Linked DNA regions of Anser cygnoides: all the other regions are linked to region 3. Evidence: chromatin contacts called from public Hi-C data. All regions are on one chromosome and are shown on one strand. The core of a region is the stretch at or near the end of the contact, and the rest is flanking DNA. Distances in the headings are between cores, read along the strand shown.

The links. Hi-C and Micro-C count contacts between places; a contact is called where the count stands out from the background.
Region 1: a contact with region 3 is called in a Hi-C map of liver, with 4 times the contacts expected there. The contact joins two enhancer-like sites. A contact is called at or near these places in 2 of 7 Hi-C or Micro-C datasets (both in liver).
Region 2: a contact with region 3 is called in a Hi-C map of liver, with 1.8 times the contacts expected there. The contact joins two enhancer-like sites. A contact is called at or near these places in 2 of 7 Hi-C or Micro-C datasets (both in liver).

Annotation. Positions count from the first base shown.
Region 1 is chr1:81,016,912-81,019,611 of Taihu_goose_T2T_genome, forward strand. No RefSeq gene overlaps it. Among named protein-coding and RNA genes, the nearest start is that of NRIP1, 50 kb to the right of the region's middle. Within about 2 kb of position 1,415, at least 1 of the 3 cell types and tissues checked has open chromatin away from gene starts, as enhancers often do. A contact at or near this core is called in liver, where this site is marked.
Region 2 is chr1:80,966,518-80,969,217 of Taihu_goose_T2T_genome, forward strand. No RefSeq gene overlaps it. Among named protein-coding and RNA genes, the nearest start is that of NRIP1, 100 kb to the right of the region's middle. Within about 2 kb of position 1,409, at least 1 of the 3 cell types and tissues checked has open chromatin away from gene starts, as enhancers often do. A contact at or near this core is called in liver, where this site is marked.
Region 3 is chr1:81,160,950-81,163,649 of Taihu_goose_T2T_genome, forward strand. The region is part of intron 4 of NRIP1 (nuclear receptor interacting protein 1); the gene reads left to right. Among named protein-coding and RNA genes, the nearest start is that of NRIP1, 94 kb to the left of the region's middle. Within about 2 kb of position 1,307, at least 1 of the 3 cell types and tissues checked has open chromatin away from gene starts, as enhancers often do. A contact at or near this core is called in liver, where this site is marked.

The DNA of each region.
Region 1 (2,700 bases), core at 165-2,664, 140 kb before region 3:
CTGTAACTTCAAGGTCCGTTCCTGAAGCTGGCCTTCATACCTAGCTGATGTTGGGTTTGCACTCCTATTGTATGGTGCTCCCTTGTTTTGTAGGTGTTCAGGCAGATTCCTAGCATCTCTATAACATCCTCAATTTGCTGCATATGTTTTTCTAAATTGTCTGCTGGTTCATTAAAATGCAGTGAAAATTTCTATACTTTTGATAAGTCAGTAGAGCCAGCTGCAGGGACATGATTTTGCTTGGATGGAGTAGGACCGTTGGGACTCAGACTCAGATCAAGACCTCTAACCAGTGAAAATCAACATGACTTTGCTGATTTCTGGTAGCTGAGGAATTCATTTCTACAAATGCTAAATTCCATACAGTTCTGAAGGGCCAGAAACAGCTTGTTTCTTATTTGATAGCTTTCATGCTGTTTTCCACTGATATACACCATGGCTACACCCTGCACAATGGAATCAATAGGTATTTTCCCACCAATTTCAACTCTTCCACATACAGTAAAAATTTGCAGCCACAGAAAAATGCTGTGGCATACACAATGTGTACATTGTGTGTTCTCTAGCTGGTAGAAATTTGGCATAGCTCATTTGACTGCATTAATGTAAAGTCGAAGTGGATGAGATGTATATCTGGCTCTGGAAGTTGATTTATCATTGGACCCTCAGTGTAGGTCAGAAACTATCACGTGTACATAACTGCATGTGCAGAACAGTCAACATGTAAAGATAAAAATGTTTTAAAGAATACTGAAAGTATGTTTAGAAAGCCACAAAACCATTCCCAGTTATTTTTACAGAGCATATGACAAATTTCTGATACATTAACCACCTGTGAAGGCTACACTAGTTCCCTTCAATTAGAAAGGCTACCACGTTGTCTTTACAGCCAAGGATTTCAAGGACATGGCTTGTTGCTTAATTCACTTGATCCTATTGGCTAGCTGTCAACAAAAGTGACAATCCTGTACTTGTAACGTCATAAATTTCCAAGTAGTTGTAAACTGAGGACCATGACTTTGACTTAAAGGCGGGAGCAGATGACTTGGGCGCTTACGATCTTGTTTTCAGGAAGTGAGACGTTGCAATCGTAATACTAAAAAGTTACTTCACTGGAAAAGAAGGCAAGAAATCATTGTACTGAAGTGCCCCTACTGTTTCTCCAAGTCTTCCTGAAAAATATAATTGATTTCTAAGCTTTGTGCAAGACTGCATATTTATTGCGCTGAATGAAATATGGATTGTGTGAATTCTGTTGGTGTGACTTTCAACCCACTTGAATATTATGAGTTTGACAGTTTGACTCTAGCTCAGTTTATTTCCCACTTGAGAGACTGGAAAGGAACAGATGGGGATGTGCGAACAAAGAGGGAGGGGATGAGCGTGCAGCAGCTTAAGTCACGGGCCTGTGTCAGCGCACCTCCCTGCAGCTAGGCAGGGGTGGCGGCCGTGATCTAGAAGCAGTTTTCCAGGCATTATTAAAGCTGCAGAAGTGCATGTAACTCTCCAGGCAGGCGTTAGGCAGCCCCAGAAGGTAAGGGAAGGTCTGCCGAGTCTGTGCTGTGCCAAATTTAGAGCTGGAAGGGAAAAGGTGTCAGAGGTCAGCTTTACAGGTCTTGTAGGACGTTGGCTGTCTTGACTGATCGTCAGTGCCATCGGGCATGTCCTCACATTAGTGCTGAGTTAATAGATAACTAGCTGCATCATCACAATATTTACTCCACCAGCTTGAACACTTTTTTCCCCTGTTAATAGCATCTGTATTTTTTAAATGTTTTGTGTATTTTCAAGTCTTTTGTCTACTTACCACATTTTGTGTCCTTATTACATATACTGCTTAGTCATATATTTACTGAAAATTAATGAAGAAGAACACTTGGCACTTTCCAGAGTTAAAATACTTTGCAAACATTAACTAATTAATAATGTATCCCTTATTTTCAGGTGTGCTAGCATGCCTGAATGCTGAGTGAAATTCTGCTAAATCATTGCCTTCCTGCATGTCCCCTGCTCTTTTGCTGCCCCACTACATGGTTCAGGAGGCATATCATTTGAGCTTGGTTATAGACAGCGAGCTGATTCAAACTTCTGATAAGCACATGATTTCCAAAGTGCCTCTATAATCCACTCCAGGCTTCTAAACAAAGCTCAGTGTGACACACAGCTGTGTCTGAACCCATGAGGTACGATCTTAAAATAACCTGAATGCCTTTTATTTGACGAAGCACAACCCCCGTTTTAGGCAGGCCTGGCCCACGTGGCCAGGGATTTGTCAAGGACTCGGACGGGTTTTACTCTTTTGTGGCATATTCCTGTGCAGGCCCTGTGCTGCCTGTCAGTGTGGGTCCCGTGGCCCTGCAGTAGCTAGGCCAGGGCCTTTCCCTTAAGGCTTTGCCAGCCAGGAGGCCTCTGACAGTTTCCGTCAAGATGGGAAACCAAGGCACAAATCTTGTCGTTAACATCTGCTATGCCCATGGTTTATAGAGCCTTGTAACCAGTTAGGTTCAAAGGTGTTTGCTTTCACTGCGGAGTTTACAGAGGCTGTGCCTTTATTTATCTCAGGACACACATAAATGTTTGAGAGCAAGGCTCAGTTACTGCAATCCCCTCCTAGCAGGAGTTTGCCATAACTCAGCTTGCTCATGAGGCTTGCTCACCGATCTGACAGCTTGAGTGATACTGCTCCCACCTTGCTTTCCT
Region 2 (2,700 bases), core at 159-2,658, 190 kb before region 3:
GGATTATGTATTTGAATTAAGTGACTTTTAAGAACATTGATTATTGATCTGATAAACTATAATGGCTATCCATCAGTATCTATTGTGTAAATAACCATTTTTAAAAATTTGTGTTGTCATAAAACTTCTTATGAAAAGTACCTAAGGTACTTTGCATGCTGAGTAACCACTTTTCAACATTAAGTACCTTAGCCAAAAATACATTTTTAAATTAAGCAGCTTTTAATTTATATATGATTTAAAAAGAACTCTTTTAAACCACTCAGCATATACTTTTTTGTACTTGTGTAATTTTAAAATGGCCAAGCCAATGCTTTTTAAAATTCCTAAGAATTAAGATAATGGTAAAATAGGAAATCAGGTTGCTATAGCAGGCTCATCAATAATTCTTTGTTACAATACATCTTGCATGACAATACATACCGACAAACATGTGCCTTTGAGCACTTGTTTTTGTTAGTTCATTTCCAGCAAAGAGGGAGATACCACTGTCTACGTCCAAATTTAGAAAGGGTTTGTTGAGCAGGCTCTATACCACGTAGTGATGGAAATAGAGGAGTTCTTTCCTAACACGAGTGAACAACTATGTCTTAGTAAGAGAAAGAAGAAAACAGAGAAGGTGGAGTTGTTGGGGATGAGGCACTGACGCAGAAGTCTGCATGTACTGGAATCATTAAAGGCAAGCTGAATGGGGAGCAAATGAGAGGACATACAGCTGACACTAAAGTAAGCGTCTGCATTCAAGCAAGTAGGTGTGCAATGAGGAAGAACGATGCCCACAGCTGGAATGCCACGGGTCGGGAGTGGAGCCCACAGAGGAGAAAACAGAGGTAAAAGGGCGATGTAGATACCACCCACACAAATTTTTCCTGCTGGTGCATTCACTGGAACAGCAACCCAGTGCAAGTTCCCTGTGGCATATGCACTTTGTTAGCGACTCACCCAAACAGCTATCTGACATGCCAGAAAATATTTACAGAACCAGCAAGGTAAAACGCAACATCAGAGAACATGATAGGGAAATCACTTTAGAAAAACTACCAGCACAAAACAAAACCCAAGCACGTGTAGGAATGGTCACAGGAGATATTTTCTTTATAAGTTTTGGACACTGTTGTTTTAATTGGGGCCACGCAGGCTCCTCCTCATGTGCCTTCCTCAGCATTGCTGCTTGTGAAGGCAAGAGTCCAGCCGGTGACCCAGGGCTACCTCCTGTTGCAGCTGGGACCTCTGTCCTTTGACAGGGGGACGTTCCTACACTTGCATATTTGTGTAATGTACATATACATCCCCACTGTGGCAAGGTGTAAAGGCCTCTTACCATGAGGCTCTGTGCCACTGAGGATCGCTCCAAGACAGAGCTCAAAGGATATGCAAAAGACCCCTGGGAACTGGAGTTTGCCCCATCCCCACCAGCATTCCTCTCTGGTTTACTTAGAACTGACTTGACACACTCAGCTAGCACAAATAAGAACAGCAGGGAGAGGTAATTGCACTGCAAATGCACTGCAAGTCGTGGTAGGGATGAGTTTCATCAGGACAACAAACTATAGTTTGTGGAAAGCTGATTTTTGCAGGGGCCAGCGTGTACAGGATTAGAAGCAAAGTCAATCGCAGTTTGCAGTGTCTTAACTGACCGCTTTTATTTCTGTTTTATTATCAGGAATTTAGTGTTGTTTTTCTCTGTGATGCCGTCCATTACCCATGCAAGACATTTTCTACACAAAATCAGAAGACATGTATTTGCCAAAGGAATACAGTTCAGTGTAGCTACATACTACATCGCTCACCACACTTTGTTTTTTAATCTCTGGCATACTGGGAGCATGTGCTGGACAGCATGTGTACCTTTCAGAGATAACCTGGAGTCAAGGTGTCTCACAGAGGCGCCAGCACAAGTAACGTGAACTTCGGCCTCACGCAGCCCGTTCCAATTTGTCCACACTAAGCCCTAATGTTCCCACAGCAGATGCTAGTGCCTTGTATTTGCTGGCTATACAGATACTCCAAGGGAGTACTTAAGTATGCAGCTGCATATATATTTGGTCTTGCTTAGCTGCTGTTTTTTGTTGTTGTTGTTGCTTTGTATTGTTTTTGTTTGTTTGTGAAATAATGGAAATTGCACTAGTAATTTTGTTGGAAAGACACCAAACACCATGCTGTTTCAAACTCTTGGAGGCATAAAATGTTGAGAATGTGACTGTATAAACAAAGGCAAACACATCAAAAATTGTTACAAAGGTATTTGGGAAAAAAGATAAATGTTCCATCTGTCTTGACTACATCTGTACTCTTTTTGTATTTAATTTCCATCAGTCTTCTAGGAGAGAAGTTCCCTAAGAGCTTACCAAAACTCGAAGTCATTATTTTTAATGTTTTTGCAAAAAATTTAGAAAGTATGGAAGAACAATAAAATGAATCTTCTTTTACACAATGAGCTAGATTCAAGAGTTACATATACCCACGCAGGAAGCAAAAAGAGGGGCCTTCTGTCCAACAGGTTTAAATGCCACATACCCATCACAGATGTCCTAAGAACAAGCTAACAACCAACACTTACTTGTAGCAACTGAACACATCATTTCAAGTGAGGAACACAAATATCTAAAAACTTTAAAAAGTGCTTGGATCACAGAAAATAAAGCTCCTGTTTGTCAAATAAATTATTCCCTGTGCACTATTTGGTCATCTGTCATAACA
Region 3 (2,700 bases), core at 57-2,556:
GTGTTGAAAGTGGAGACTCAGAGTACAAGCCATCCTGTTCTTCAGATTGCTAGTTATAATGTACTTACAGAAACTTTGTGATGGTGTTACATGTTTGAACGTTATGACATTGTGTTCCTCAAGACTCCTCATCTTTCTTCTGTTTGTGTCAGAAGGTGTGTCTGGTGGACATGATCTGTACAATGATTATTTATCAGTGTGTGGTTAAAGGTTTGGGAACATATCACTGAGTGAGTGAATGGATGGATAGATCAGTAAATGACCTCCATTGTTAACTATTTTCAGCTGCTGAGTTTGAATGAGTCTTTCAACTGTTGCTACTGTGTTTAATCTGCTCACTTACTCAGTGTTCAGTATTAAAGCAGCTTTCTAGGAGGCAAATGTCCTGATTACAGAAGAGGTTAGTTTGATTGTATTCTGCAGGGACCTTATGTTACAAGGTTCTTTTTTTTAATTGAAAAATATATGCTGTGCTCACAGCTAGTTAGGATAGATGAGTGAATGTTGTATTTGGGAGTGCACATCCAAATATACAGTTGCTGTATTAAGTGACTCAGAGTTATAAACTTGAGAATCTTATTCTTTAGCAGTGGTCTTACTACCATGTCCTATACTTCTGAGAGGGTTCTCCTTTCAAATTTCTGATTTAGTATGTATTAAATAGTGAAAAAAGATGGCAAAAAGGGGTGTCTTCCACTTTGTTTTCATTTAACGTAAGAGCCGTTCCTTAGTTTATTTGATACCCTGCCTAACATCTCTTGTTAACATAAATAAGCCCAGGTCAGCTGCTCTCAAAGGTGGGGAATACTTAAAACATGTAATGCACCAATGTGAAGAAAATGTGGTATTTCTGGTAAGCATACTAAATAAATAAATAATTTAGGAGCTTTGATCAAATGCCAGCTCTTACATCAGTCCTCTTTGTAGTCTTTCTTGCTGATCTGTGACCTTGACCTTGTGTTTGTGTTTGTATGTCAAATCTATTTTTGGGATGGACAAGCTAAGTTCAGTTTAATAGGATTTATACTGCGGCTTCAGGGGATGCCTCACTATAATATAAAAATAAAAGTAATTTGATTTATTTTATTTTCAGTGAACTTTTCAAATTTCACAGTGACTGAAAAGAACACATTGGAGATATATATGCATATATATATATATTTAATTCTGTTCAGGAAATGCTTCTTAAAGGTATCTTCGTCTGACTAGTGAACTCTTCAGTGTTCAGTAGAGACATTCTGCCTGGAGATGGTGGTTTCCATCTAGAGAATCTCAGCAGTGGCAATACTGCGTTTGCTTTCATATGACAAAAGTGTGGTTTGGCACTTATAGACGTAGGTCCTGCCCTTTGTCCTTCCCCACACCACTCCAGCATTCACACATCCCCACATGGAGGACTGTGAAACAACCAGTCAACAGCTTCTTTGGGGTTCACTTTGGTGTCAATGAGGTCCTTAGTCCTGCTTGTCCTGTAGGAGCTTTTTATAGGAATATGTGTCAATGTAAGGAAGGGAGCAGGAGCAAGCAGCTGAAAATTTATAGAGCAAGACAATGCTACATGTTTTGGCAGTAGCTTCATGCTTAAATCAGACAAATTCCTGTGGAACTGTGTTTTTATATGCCTTTAAATGTGCAGCTTCTGAACTAGTCTGTTTTATTCATTAGAGTTCTTCATGGTGACTGAGGTTGACTCTTTTTTTCTACAGAGGGATGGGACTCACAAGCAGACAGTTAATGATTCACCAGTGCTGCACATGTTCAGCAGGGTTCTTGAGCACAGGCTTAATTTTAGACATATGCTAACATGGACGTGAAGCTGGTTTTGTAATTGACACTGTAGGCATATGGCTTTATAAAGGCTTAGTGAAGTTGTTGGTTTGACGTGTACTATGAAAGACGGTCCCAAATTAGCTAATGCTTACATGTAAGTAAGAGATGATAGGTTTATTTTTAATAGGTCTTTCATTTTGCTGGCTATGTTCTTGCATGTGGAAAATCACACACTTAGAATCAATTGTACATCTGTGTTGTTTTGTTTTATATTGTTTTAAAATGTGTATAAGTATTTCAACTTTCTTGACATTAATGGAACAATCAGTAATGATAAACAGTTATATATTGCTATTTTGTAATTATGTCCTTCATATAGCACTCATGAAAGACAGATATAAAACATATTAGTAAAAGCTCTATTCCACAACTTCATGACAGCATATCATCTTTCTGCTTAAAATGCTTGTCATTTTTATCAACATAAAATTTGAGAAATTACTTCAAAGTTCATGCCCGTGTATTAAGGGGTAGTTAAAACACTTGCCCTTGCCAGCCTTCCACTGTTCCTACCACGATTTTGTTGAAGTGTATACAGAGTCATAGTTTGCATTGTTTTTTAGTGAAGTCAGTATTTTAACTGTTCTAATTTGACTCATGACTTAGGTCAATTTGACTCATGTCTCAGGATGAGTTGCAACCCAGTTCCTAAAGTTTGAGAGTATCATTAATTGTCTATTCATCTCTGTATACATCTATGTGACTTAAAAGGTTTTTATTGTTTTAGTTGGGGATTTGCTATGAATGTTTGCAGATTAACTCTGGCCCACTGGTAAAATGAGGAATTTGTGATGTTCTGTACAGGATGTTGTTAGCTTTTTCTCTCCAGGTTTCACTAAAGTTGGTTCTTACATTGTATATTCATTTTTG